Regions from separate parts of the Xenopus tropicalis genome. Here region 1 is linked to region 2. The links are chromatin contacts, called in public Hi-C maps. All regions are on one chromosome and are shown on one strand. The core of a region is the stretch at or near the end of the contact, and the rest is flanking DNA. Distances in the headings are between cores, read along the strand shown.

The links. A called contact is a pair of places that touch in the nucleus more often than the background predicts.
Region 1: a contact with region 2 is called in a Hi-C map of liver, with 2.1 times the contacts expected there. The contact joins two enhancer-like sites. A contact is called at or near these places in 2 of 5 Hi-C or Micro-C datasets (brain and liver).

What each region holds. Positions count from the first base shown.
Region 1 is chr1:78,779,078-78,786,357 of UCB_Xtro_10.0, reverse strand. All of the region lies in intron 17 of fam13a (protein FAM13A), which reads right to left. Among named protein-coding and RNA genes, the nearest start is that of fam13a, 81 kb to the right of the region's middle. Within about 2 kb of position 5,322, at least 7 of the 11 cell types and tissues checked have an H3K27ac peak or open chromatin away from gene starts, as enhancers often do. A contact at or near this core is called in liver, where this site is marked.
Region 2 is chr1:78,726,882-78,733,592 of UCB_Xtro_10.0, reverse strand. The region is part of intron 4 of fam13a (protein FAM13A); the gene reads right to left. Among named protein-coding and RNA genes, the nearest start is that of fam13a, 28 kb to the right of the region's middle. Within about 2 kb of position 2,067, at least 1 of the 11 cell types and tissues checked has an H3K27ac peak or open chromatin away from gene starts, as enhancers often do. A contact at or near this core is called in liver, where this site is marked.

The DNA of each region.
Region 1 (7,280 bases), core at 4,073-6,572, 50 kb before region 2:
ATATACGCATGTGTGTTACATAATGAAAGTAGCACATACTACTATTTGACCTTTAATTTTTTAAAGTATGGAAAGTATCACCTTTGATGAAAATTTTACAGATTTAATGATGTGGCACAAATCTGTCAATGTCTATTAGGCAACAAACCCCAATATTCTATTCGGCATTCTCATCAGTGCTCTGTTGCAGGGCTGCTTATTAAATCTCAAACCAGAATAAATATACATCTGAAACCTTTCTTGACACCTATTATAATTTTAAAGTGATACTGACAGCCAATTAAAAAATTTTTTTTTAATTTGTATCAGCTTTAAATTCCTTATAAACTAAATCTGTAAAGTTTTTTCGCTTCATAATTATGGTAGCACAAATTACAGACCCACGGAGCAGCCATGTTTGTTCCCCTCTTCTGGGTTTTAATTTAAATGCCTCCCAAGTGAATAAATATGCCCAATCACAAACCTGCAATGCCCCTTCTGGGGGGGGGGGGGAAGAGGGAGAGCCCTTAGAAGCAGGCAGGCACGGGAAAGCTGTTTAAATTCGTTGTGCGAAGAGCAGAAAGGGAGTGAAGCCCTTTGAAGCAGGCAGGCAATGGAAAGATCAAGCCTGTCTGCTATCTAGTTCACAATGCGAGGAGCGAGGGAGGGGAAACTCTTTGAAGCAAACGACAAGCTGAATCCTCCCAGTTTATGACGTAGTCCTTTTGACAGATTGAGAAGTTACAGTCGGGTTGCCAGACAGTCCACATGTCCACAGGACATGCCTGCCTGAAAATCCCATCAGGAATACAGCTAAATGTGGTTTAGGGCTTGCATAGGCCTGAAATCTGATTTACATATTAGTTTGGGTCTAAACAATTGCATCAGCTCGGTATGGCCAAGGCGAAAGAGCGAATGTGCCCAAAGTTACAGAAATGTTGAGAATAGTGAAAAGCTGATCACACGCTCTGATTCTAGTCTTCTTCCAACAAACTTTTGGATACTGGATGTACGTTTAAATGCAATGATCTAAAACTAACATTCAGATTGAACTTGTAGGATAAAGTACTAAAAATAACAACTTAGATGATGTTCTAAACAGCAGTTTAATCAAAAAATATGCAGGTCACACAAGTTTGTATTACACAGAGGTTTATCCAGTAGATGCTAATGCTTGTTTTCATTAGGACACAGACCACAGAAACCACAGGAATGAGAATATGCATAAAATCAACAGTGCTGGGCCAATGATTGTGATAACCACTTTCAATTTAACTGTAAATGTGTATATTATAAGCAAAGCATTACTTTTGAAGGCACACTGTTGCATCAACAATGAGGCTAGATGGTCAGTGACGCAATTTCTTTCTATAAGAAAATGCTATGTTGTTTGGGCCTTAAGGTTGCCATACACGGACCGATTCTAGCTGCCGTTATCGGTCCTTTAGACCGATTCAACAGCTTATCGGCCCATGTATGGGCACAAATGAGGTTTGATTTTACAGTTGGATTGGGGCCTGTTTCAACGAGCCGACTGCGCCTACACCCGCCGTTCTAATTTTAGCTATTAGTGATGTGTGGGTTGACCTGCAACCTGTGAGATCCACAGGCTTACTGCTAGGTCAGATTGATTATGGCTCAAATTTGGGTGACAGTTGTGGGTTCAGGTTGGGTGCAGATGGGGAAGTACATTTTTCCTCTGCTCCCCAAGTTTCCCTGTCTTGGTACCTAAGGTGCGTGTAGAAGCAGTGAACAGAGCAGACCGGTTGGGTGCAGGCCCTACAACAGCAACATTTTGCAGGTTAGGCTTGGGTGCGGGTTGAGTTTTTCCTGACCCGCACAGTACTAATGGCTATTTACCAATGGGAACACACTTAACCCTTTGGGTGGTGGATTTTTTTATTTTTTTTTTGCTATAGCTGAGCCAACAACCAACAACCATAAAATATATTGTTCTGGCACGATAGTACTTCTGTTCAGACACAATGGCACCTCTGTATGCATGTAAGGGCTCTGGCACACGGGGGAGATTAGTCGCCCGCGATTTAACTCCCTGTTCGCGGGCGACTAATCTCCCCGAGTTGCCTACCCCTGCCATCCCACCGGCGAACATGTAAGTCGCCGGCGGGATGGCAGACGCGGCGGGGCGATTTGCGCGAAATCGCGCCGCCGCGTCTGCCATCCCGCCGGCGACTTACATGTTCGCCGGTGGGATGGCAGGGGTAGGCAACTCGGGGAGATTAGTCGCCCGCGAACAGGGAGTTAAATCGCGGGCGACTAATCTCCCCCGTGTGCCAGAGCCCTTAGGGTGAAGACACATGGAGCTACTTAGTAGCAGCTACTTGTCTTGGTGACTAAACGCCAGAAAATACCCTGCAATAGACAATACTGATAATTGCCTTTGCTAAAACACACGTAGAGATGATTACCAGTAAATGATAGTACTTCTGTTCAGACACAATGGCACCTCTGTATGCATGTAAGGGTGAAGACACATGGAGCTACTTAGTAGCAGCTACTTGTCTTGGTGACTAAACGCCAGAAAATACCCTGCAATAGACAATACTGATAATTGCCTTTGCTAAAACACACGTAGAGATGATTACCAGTAAATGATAAGCATTGTCTGTTTTAGTAGCTCTGTGTGTCTTCACCCTATAGGGTTAAACACAGTGCAGATAGCCACTGCACAGCAAATACACTTTGGTTTATACTCAAACAAGGTGTTTTCATCATCACGATTCTCTCAGACAAACAGTCCAGAAGCACTATTTTTTTCAAGTCACACCCATGTGTAATACTGCTAGAGATTTTCAATGACTAGGCAACTTGCAGCCCTCAAGAACTTACTGAGCTACAACCATTGGCTTTAAGTTAAGGATGAAGACGCACATTGCGACTAGTAGCAGCTACTTTTTCACGGCTACTAAATACTCTGCCATAGACAATACTGAGAATTGCTTCTGCTAAAAACACACATAGAGACAATTACCAGTAAATGATCTGCATTATCTATTTTAGTAGCCATGACATGTGTCTTTACCCTTAGCGGCTGCATGTTGCTCATCCCTGCCCTATATAGGGAAATCAATACTATGGGGTAGATTTATCAAAATGTTAGTTTAGAGCTCAATACATAAAAACTCACCCACGTTCTATTTATTTCTACAGGAATTTAAGAAACATTTATCAATGGGGGAATTCTAAATCTCACCCATTGATAAATACTCTTCTAAAAATGTATTTATTTATTTCCTGTTGTTTATGTAGTGCCAACACATTTCCGCAGTGCTTTACAGAGATTATTCATCATTAACATCAGTCCCTGCCCCAGAAGAGCTTACAATCTAAGATCCCCATTACATTCACACATGCTGTGGTCAATTTAGTCAGAAGCCAATAAACCTGCCTTTATGCTTTTTGGAGTGTAGGAGAAAACTGAAGTACCCGGAGGAAACCCACACAGACACGGGGAGAACATACAAACTCCTTGCAGATAGTGTCCTTGCTGGGATTGAACTTCCCCAGTGCTGCAAGGCAAGAATGCTACTCGCTCATAACTCAAATTTTGATCATTCTGCCCCTTAATATTGGGTGTGTGGCAATAGGCTTTAATGGGCCCATAGATAACCTCATAGCTTGGATGAATGAAAAAGCTGTTGGTCAATGACTTAACTAAAATTACACTTCCAATACAATTTATACCATTATATCGGCTACTCAAAATGTTTCAGCAGCTTTTTAGACCTCTTCATAAAATATGTACTAAGTAAAATATACAGGCTGTTAAAAAGAGACCATAAACTTTTTATTTTGATAATTATCACACATGCTTAATTTTGTGGGAGCAGAGGGCTATTTGCCCTTTATTTACACAGAACTGCGGCCCAGACATCTTCATAACAATAATGCAAAAACATTTTTTTTACTTCCCAGACAAGTTTGCAAGGGAGAGTTATGAGACACTTACAGTACATACCTATGAGTTTTGTATTTGTGACTTTGCCCTGATATATCACATTATCTTTGTACTGGCAATAGGATGCAATAAGGAGGCACCTGAGAGAAGATATCACAAATACTGAACTGTAGTACCCTACCCCACAACAGGGCCTTTGCACCTGGCTTTTCTGTTACACAAGTCAGCTAGGGGAAGCATCTAAAATAACTATATACTATCTGATCTTTACTAAGGCTTAAAGAATGTGCCTGGAGCACAATACTTCTACTGTAATCAGAAAAATCAAAATAATATACATATATTTGATTGTTCTCCTGGCAGGCCTAACATCCAATAAAACACCCAGAAGTGACATCTTTTGTTTGTTTGTTATCATTCTCCTATCTCCAGGGATCTGTGCTTAAGCTGCTCTTGCAGCATCAGGTTATCTATGCAGGCCACCCCAAGTACTTATTGTTTTAAATAATTTCATTAAGCAACATCAAGATCTAGGCAGTGACTCATATCATAACAAACATGACCTGTTTAACCAATTAGGGACAAGAACCCTCCCCATGACAATGAGCAGGAGACATGTTTTTCCCAGGCAAAAACACTGCACTGCCTTTATCAACACAACAGCTCGAAGTGCATATAATGGGGTCTATGTAAGGCAGGGCTGCCAAAGCAGTGATCCTGCAGTTGTTGTTTCATAACCTGCTTACAACAGAAGGGGATGCTGGAATGAGCATGGCACAGGATGTAATAAAAACATTTTAAAAACTGTTAAAGCATCACATGTGGCCTATTTTAGGGGTAAATGTTAAAACTACACAATTACATAGGCTGAAATGGAGATACAGGTTATCCATAAAAATGGATATAACAACTCTTATCTCAATGCACAGAACATTAAAGTATGCTAACCCCCTTTCATAACTAACTATGGGAAATATATGACAAATACAAATAAATGACAGCTAATGTATCAAATCTGATGTTCTCATTGTAAGTTGAAATCGCATGTAAAACTGGGGACGAAATGAAAGAAATGGGGGGGGGGGGGAGAAAAGAACATGACGAAATCTGTGTGAAATCCTAAACGGAGCAGCTCACTGTGTACCTTTGAAGCGCCATGAGTTCGCAGGCCATCCCAATGCATCGGCCAGGAAAAGAAGAGCGTGTTCATCCAGCAGCTCAGCCTGCAGTGGCTGCCTTCCGGTGAGTTATGGGATAGCAGATCATGGAATATACCAGAAAAAATCCTGCTGCTGTTCGATGCATGGACTAACTTCTCTGTGTGGCAGCTACTTATCAGTGGAATTGGGGCTGCGTACTGTAGCCTTATCCCCGCCCTCAGTTTGGCACACATGCACTTCGGCGACAGTAGCAAGTCGCTGAAGTCAGCGGTGCAGAGACGCCTACACCCTCCTTCCTGGTAACGTGACAGCACTTCTGCAGGAGACTACCAATCACATGCACTCTTTGCCCAGCCTCATGAATAGCGAGGATCCCAAAAAGGAAATCCTGGGCTGTGTCTGTAATATTCCCAGGGCTCCGTCTCGCACCATTTTTTTTACGTACCCTGGGCTGCATGTTGGGCTAGGGAATGTGGGTTTGTACGCAGTCACGTCTGGCATGCACCACAGCCAGCGCCTTACGTGCCTGTCTGGGAAACGGTGCAGCTCGTCACAACATCTCATTCCGTTTGGGAGAAAAACAAACTGTTGGCAGCCCCCGTAAAAAACAGATGGATACAGGCTGTTAGCTGTGTGGTTACGCTTTCCTGATTCTAAGCAGTAGTCTAGAAGTTACTCTGTAGACCAGGTGTCCCCAACCTTTCTAAGGGCTCTGGCACACAGGGAGATTAGTCACCCGCGACAAACCTCCCTGTTCGCGGGCAACTAATCTTCCCGAAATGCCATCCCACCGGCGAAAATGTAAATCGCCGGTGGGATGGCATACGCAGCGGCGCAATTTCAGTGAATTGCGGAAGTTTCCTCTCAAGGTAACTAACGCGATTTCAATGAAATTGCACCGCCGCGTATGCCATCCCACCGTCAATTTACATTTTCACCAGTGGGATGGCATTTCGGGGAGATTAGTCGCCCGCGAACGGAGATTTGTCGCGGGTGACTAATCTCCCTGTGTGCCAGAGTCCTTAGAAAGGTTGGGGACACCTGGTCTACAGAGTAACTTCTAGACTACTGCTTAGAATCAGGAAAGCGTAACCACACAGCTAACAGCCTGTATCCATCTGTTTTTTACGGGGGCCAGAGCCCTTACTTGTGAGCCACAGTCAAATGTAAAAAGACTTGGAGAGCAATAAACGCATCATAAAAGTTCATGGAGGAGCCAAATAAGGGCTAAGATTGGCTATTAGGCAGCCTCTATGCACACTATCCGCTTACAGGAGGCTTTATTTGGTAGTAAATCTTGTTTTTATTCAACCAAAACTTGCCCCCAAGTCAGGAATTCAAAAATAACTCCCTGGTTTGGGGGCGCTGAGAGCAACATCCAAGGGGTTGGGGAGCAACATGTTGCCCCTGAGCCACTGGTTGGGGATCACTGGTGTAGACATATCTTTTTATTGATATTGTAATTCTTTTCAACCTAGGAACATTTATTAGGGTCACTTTTTTTCTAGCAGGGTTCCCCAAACCATGGGGCAACTTTCCCTGGGCTGGCCAGCAACCTTATTTCAAGTAAAGGAAAATATTGCTCGACAAATGCATGCCCCAATAAAAAAAAAAATAATCATATACCAATCTGATCAGCAAGCAAATTGGATATAGCAATATGCCTAATCCAATCTGTCTAGTTATTTGCAGCCACTGATCTAACCCAGAATGCTCGGAACCAAAGTCTTTTTTTAGGATAAGGGGTCCTTTCATAATTCAGATCACCATACCTTATGTCTACTACAAAATAATTTAGACATTGTATTATCTTCAAAAGGATTGTTTTGACTCCAATACAGATTAATAATATTTTAGGATCAAGTAAAAGGGAATATTTAATTTTTAGAGAGAAAAAAGAAAACATTTTTTCAAGTTTGAATTATTTCATTAAAAGGGTAGGCGAAACATGCACCTGGCTAGGGCTCAACAGTGAGGGGGCACTAGACAGGTATCTCTTTTGCCAACCCCTTGTCCAGAATCTCATTTATTGGCAGTTTTTTAAAAAATAAACTTTTATTAGAGCATAAGTCTAAGCCTAACACATGTTAGGCATGTTCTCATACACTGATGTAATGTCCAAGGAGTTTAAACTTCTTCCCCCATGGATCCCTTGGTACACTAACTGAAACCATTTATTGCTACTACTGCTACCCCAGCGTACATTTAATAAAAAAAAAAAA
Region 2 (6,711 bases), core at 818-3,317:
ATAGAAAGCAATGTATAATGGCATAATTTATTGTAGACACATCATTCCAGGCATCTTACATTACTTGCCTTTGAGCATAAGACTTTTTTGTCCTGGGTACACTTGAATGCATATTCATTAAATTTTTTATATCATTTTATACAAGAAAAGTGTATAAAGCTGTGGGTTATTTTTGGGCTAAGGTTTTGATTAAAGGTTTTCTGTAAATATTCTGTGCGTTTAATACAATTATGCATGCATTTTTTAAAATAATATACTTCATGTTCCTAGTGAATTCTGTTGTAATGTATGGGAAAAAATTGGTGCATGTCTTGTAATCTTGGGTAGAAACTACAAAATTACCCATCGGCACGATTTGTTAGCCACGCCAAATTCCACGTAAGTCTATTTTACACATTTATGCAGGTCACTTTAAAGTGTTTTGGGTCTTACAGAATATGCCAGTTGTATAGAAATGGCATTTAGGCTGTAAACATGAAAAAAAGCCATCCAATTTAATAACCTGCTGTGTTGGGAAGGGCAAATACATGACTCTGAACACAGTTCTTTAGTGCCCTCTGCTGGAATTTTTTGTAAAGTAAAAGCTGCAATTTCACCATACTTTTACTTACAATGTAGCACTTTCTCCAATAATTCAAGTGTAATTCCAGAACTGAGGGAAAATACACCTGATGTAATTGTGGCCAATGCATCAAAATGTGCCCAGTTGTGCTTGCACTTTGCTGTGAATCAAGCAAGGAGCACTTTTAACGCAACTAACTTTAATGAATGGTATTTTTTGTGCAACTGACTGAGGCAAACTTTTACTTTTATTTACTATGGTTCCTATGGATTGAAGCCTTTAACACAAATACTGTATATATCATTCATATCAGTTCCTATCCTAATTCCCTGGATGAAATCAAACCAACGACTCTAAAAACTACAAGGTAGCAGTAGTACTAACAACTATGTGACCTGACAAAATAAAATTATGATTTCCTTATCCTTATACCTGTATATATTAATGCTGAAGTGTCACATACGTGCCTTCTATGGAGGATTCTGCAATACAGTGAAACACAGTTTATGCATCATAGCATTTTGCTGGTAATGGGAATGTGGTATGTATGTGCAAAGACTGTTATTATAAGGAATACTGTCATGGGAAAATATGTTTTTTTTTTTCAAAAATGCATCAGTTAATAGAGCTTCTCAAGCAGAATCCTGTATTGAATCCATTTTTCAAAAATGCAAACAGATTTTCCACCACTTTATTAGCCTTTCCTTCTCATTTAACATTTTAATTAGTAGAGTAAATCATTTGTTGTGTGAACAGTGTAATTTAGAAATTAAAAGTACACCATAAAAATCATGACAGAATCCCTTTAATGACAAACAGTACTAAAGTTTCAAAGAGGTTATCATGACCAAGTTAGAAAGCAAGCACAACATAGATCAGTTGCACAAAGAGAATAATCAAAGTGAAAAAAAAAATCCATTTGTTACTAAATATTATTGTACAACACTGCGGAATATGTTGGTGCTTTAGAAATATGCAACAATTATAATATAGCAATTGTGGCCAGGTAGCGACTATTTTACAAAAGTTTTTTTCCTAGACTTAGGAACTTTGCCCTCCCATAAAAGATGTAAAATCATAGGTAACACAGTTTCCTCTTTTATGTTGAAAAATCCTAGAAGACGTACTAATACCTTTTTTCAGTTTCTGGTGTGTTCCCATGTTCAGGATGTACACAATGTTCTAGTGTTATCAAAGGCAAGGAGTTTATAAACCCAGGTGTGAATATTAAGTGGCATTCCCCCACTTAAGTATGGCAGGGATTGTAAAATGAAAACAAAGGGAAGTATGGTGGATATATAAATTGAAACCACTTGACTCAAATGTACTTAACAGATACTATAGCCTGCACTTATTTTTGTAAATATAATGTGTTATGTCAAAGATATATTCTTATTAAGCGGTTTGCATTTAAGATTATAAATTGAATTGATATGATACAGGATCTAAAGACGAGGAAACAGTATGCCTTTGTGTATGTGTCTGTTTCTTAGGAAACTATGGTGATGTCAGTTCCTGCTTTAAGGCCTTGAAACAGACCTGCAGTGTCTGACATTCTTTGTAAGTTTGATAAAGATTACATAGCATGCCTAAAACATCACTGGATGTAATATGCTGCCCAATCTCTTATGTGTATTTTCCACTTATATGTGCTCAATACACTTTTTTTGCAACACATTTAGGAGTAGTGTAGAATGCATAAAAGCCAAGAAAAAAAATGTACACGCTGCAAAAGTACACCCAGAAACTAGATAGAATTTTCCCTTCTCTTATATAAAACAGATTGCTTATATAAAATATTCTTTCAGATATATAAACAATCACTTCCCGATAATTTTCAATGAAATAGTCTATTGCGCTAGAATATTTTATTGTTTGCACAGAACAATTTCCTGCAATATTGTGTTACTTGGCACCAGTATTCTCTATACACAAGAGAACCTTCATCTATAGAAACAAATGGTGCTGCTCTACTGAGTTCTGTGGTAAATTCAAGGCAATTTATATGGCAATTAACATTCATATAGTTACATAGGGTTGAAGAGTCCATCAAGTTCAACCCTTCCAAGTAAACCCAGCACACACAAACCTATACTTACCTATCTATACTCTCACGTATATAAACCATATATACAAACATTAACACTATATCACAATAGCCTTGGATACTATGCTTGTTCAAGAACTTATCCAGGCCCCTCTTAAAGGCACTAACAGAATCTACCTTTACAACATCACTAGGAAGGGCAATTCACAACCTCACTGCCCTCACCGTGAAAAATCACCTACGCTGCTTCAAATGGAAATCCCGTTCCTCTAATCTAAAGGGGTGACCTCTGGTGTGCTGATCGTTTTTATGGGAAAAAAGAACACCCCCTATCTGCCTATAATCCCCTCTAATGTACTTGTACAGAGTCTAACCTAAATAGTTTAAATCTTCCATCCCCTTTACCAGTTTAGTTGCACGTCTCTGCACTCTCTCCAGCTCATTAATATCCTTTTTAAGGACCAAAACTGCACTGCATACTCAAGGTGAGGCCTTACCAGAGAGCTATAAAATTATGTTTTCATCCCTTGAGTCAATGCCTTTTTTATACAAGACATTGCTTTATTTTCTTTAGTAGCCACAGAATGACACTGCCTGGAATTAGACAACTTGTTATCTACAAAAACCCCCAGATCCTTCTCCATTAAAGGAGAAGGAAAGGCTAGTAAAGAGTTAATCTCAAAATGCAGGCATACCTTCAGTTGTCTCAATAGTGCCCTTAAGTCTCCCCATATTTCTCCCATTCAGAAGATCTGAAGCCAAACAGTTAGATCAAAGGAGACAATGTTATGACCACTGTTCCCCAAATGCTCACCCACACAAATGTTAGAGATGAGTTCAGTATTATTAGATAATACCAGGTCCAAAAGAGAATCATTCCCATTATTTTTTGAACTGCTTAAAATAAAAAGTTGTCGTTTAGCATATTTACAAACCTACTAGCTTTTTCTGACTTAGCCAACCCATTACTCCAGTCAATGTCCGGATAAATAGTGTCCCCCATAATAACAACTTGACCTAGTTGTGAAGCCTCCTCCATTTGCAATAGTAGCTGGGCCCCATCCTCCTCACTTATACAGGGTGGTTTATATCATACACCATTAAACATTCTTTGTAACCTTTAGCCCTGCTGAAATTTCTACCCCAAGGGATTCCACATTGTCCTTGGTAATTTCTTTAGCACATGGCTTTAAATCTGACTTTACATAAAGACAAACCCCCCCACCCTTTTTAATCCCTCTGTCCCTCCTAAAAAGCATGTAACCATTTAAATTCACAGCCCAGTCACATGTTTAATCCCACCAGGTCTCAGTGATACCAATTAAATCAAAATTTTCAGTACATGCAATAGCTTCCAGCTCCCCTAATTTACCTGACAAGCTCTGTGCATTAGCCAGCATGCAGCGGAGATTACTACTTCTCCCTCTGATATTTACATTAGGTAACAGAGAGTTAGGGCTGTGGCACATGGGGAGATTAGTCGCCCACAACAAATCTCCCTTGTCACGGGCGACTAATCTCCCCAATATGGCATACGCGGCTCCTTATCTGGTAAACTGTATGTCCTCCTTTCTCCTTCCTCATGACCCTTTGCTAATCCCACTGCCCCCTCTACACTAGCTTTCCCATAAAATGCTAGCTCACCCCCCCACCCCTTGTCTAGTTTAAACACTCCTCAAGCCTTTTAACCATTTTCTCCCCTAGCACAGCGGACCCCCTTTCATTGAGGTACAATCTGTCACAGCTATATAGATTGTACCCCAAGGAAAAGTAAGCCCAGTGCTCTAGGAACCCAAACCCTTCCTTCCTACACCAAGACTTTACCCACACATTTAGCTCCCCAAGTTCCCGCCGTCTCCCTAAACATGCAGGTGGCACCGGCAAAACTTCAGAAAAAAAAAACATTGGAGGACCTTTCCTTAATCTTAGAGCCTAGATCCCTGAACTCACTCTTTAAGGTCCTCCACCATTAATTTTGTCATTAGTACCAATATGTACCAAGACAGTTGGGTCATGCCCAACCCCAACCAATAATTTGTCAACCCGATCAACCACACGCCAAACCCTGGCACCAGGAAGACAGCAAACTGTTCGGTTGTAGCTACAGATTACCCTTTCAGCTTTCCTAATGATTGAATCCCCTATAACTGCAATCTGTTTAGACCTAGCTCTGCTCTCCTCCCCACCACTACTAGAGAAACTGGTCTCCCGGCTGTTAGAGAGATCAGCCCCATCTAGAACCGCTAGTCCAGAGTTTACGCCCCCATCTTCTTCACACAATCTGGCAAATCTGTTGGCATGCACAAACTCTGGTGCAGCCTCCCTTTTCCTTTTCCCCACACTAGATTTTCTAAATGGCACTGAGCTTACTGCCTCATCATCCTTTCGCAGCTCCCCTGCCCCCAAACGATCTGACCCCGCTAGCTCCTGCTCAGTGAGAGAGACTCCTCTCAAAATTCCTATGTATTTTTTTGAATAAACACTTTGATAGGCCAATGTAAAAACAGGACACACATACACTATGGAATATGGAAGGTAGTCTGCAGTTATATAAAGTTCATTAATATAGGAAGATTATACGAACTAAAAGCTTTAATCACATTGCTATTTACAATTGTGTCACATGGCATGTGCTCCTTTCCACTAAGTATCAAATTAAAAACAACCTAGCAATTTGCTGAGTGCATAAATATATGAATATATGGGGGGGAAACCAGGTAACACATACGACATTAGAAGAGCAGATGTATTTTGAAAGTCGCTGCAATCAGTCACTGAGACTGACTTTTTAAAAAGTCAGTCTTGCTAACTAATTGCTGTGTATTTCTTCGCCCTAACACTTGCCCGTCGGACAAAATAAAACCTACAATAAAATACTCATCAATAAAATCACATGAAATACATTTCTACAAAACACAAGATTTGTATGCCCAGGGGCCCAGGCCTACCAACTGTAACGTTCAAGTTAGAATGGAACCAGTGTGCGACCGCTGTATGCAAAATCTGACTCCTACAGTATAACAGGAACTCCCAGCTCTTCCCGGTGTTCACCGACGCCCTTTTGGGGCCCCGGACTTTCTGCTGCGGCCCAAGCTGGGGTCCTGCAAACCTTCAGAGTTCAGACGAGATGCGAGGTACAGGCAAGGCAAAGGCAGAACGTAGTCGGGGTACAGGCACAAGTCGGGGCTGGCAGCAATATTCGTAGTTGGGGTACAGGCAAACGGTCAAGGCAGGTAGCAAGTATCGTGGTCAGGGTCAGGCAAAGGTCGAATCCGGAAACAGCAAACAAAATGCAAGAGCAGGTACTGTAGATAACAGAAGCCAGCTTGGGCAATGAAAACAATGAAGGAAGGGGTTTAAATAGCCGAATTTGGCGCCAAAAATCAAAGGAACCGGAAACCTAAAAAACCTACACAAAGATGGCGCCTAATGCTTCAGGGCGCGCGACTGCGCATGTCCGCGCGTCATCGCGCATGCGCAGTAACGCCGCGCCGTCCCTGCCGAACCCGGAAGTGCGGGCCCCTAATAGAGCGCGTCTGTCGGCCGGCGCGACCTAAGGTAGGGGAACGCGCCGGTCCGGCAGAGCGCCTCACAGTACCCCCCCTTTCAGGAGCACCCACCGGGGGCTCCCAAGATTTCTCAGGAAATTTTCTATGAAAAGATGTAATCAATCGGGGAGCATGAACATCCTTAGCATTGACCCAAGACCTTTCTTCAGGACCAAAACCCTTCCAATGTAAAAGATATTGAACCTTACCTCTAGATTTTCGTGAATCAATGATCTCTTGTACCTCAAATTCCTGTTGATCATCTAGAAGCACTGGTGAAGGAGAAGAATGAGCAGCAAAAAATTCATTGTAAACCACAGGCTTGAGTAGGGAGACATGAAAAGAATCCGAAATAGTCATACTGGGGGGAAGATCTAATCTGACAGAAACTGGATTGATAATGTCCTTGATAGTGAAGGGACCAATAAAACGTGGACCCAACTTGTGAGAAGGTTGTTGCAGTTTGATATTTCTTGTAGAAAGCCAGACGGAATCCCCAACATGGAAGGAGGGACCAGGACGGCGTCGCTTATCAGCAGCGGTCTTCTGAAGGG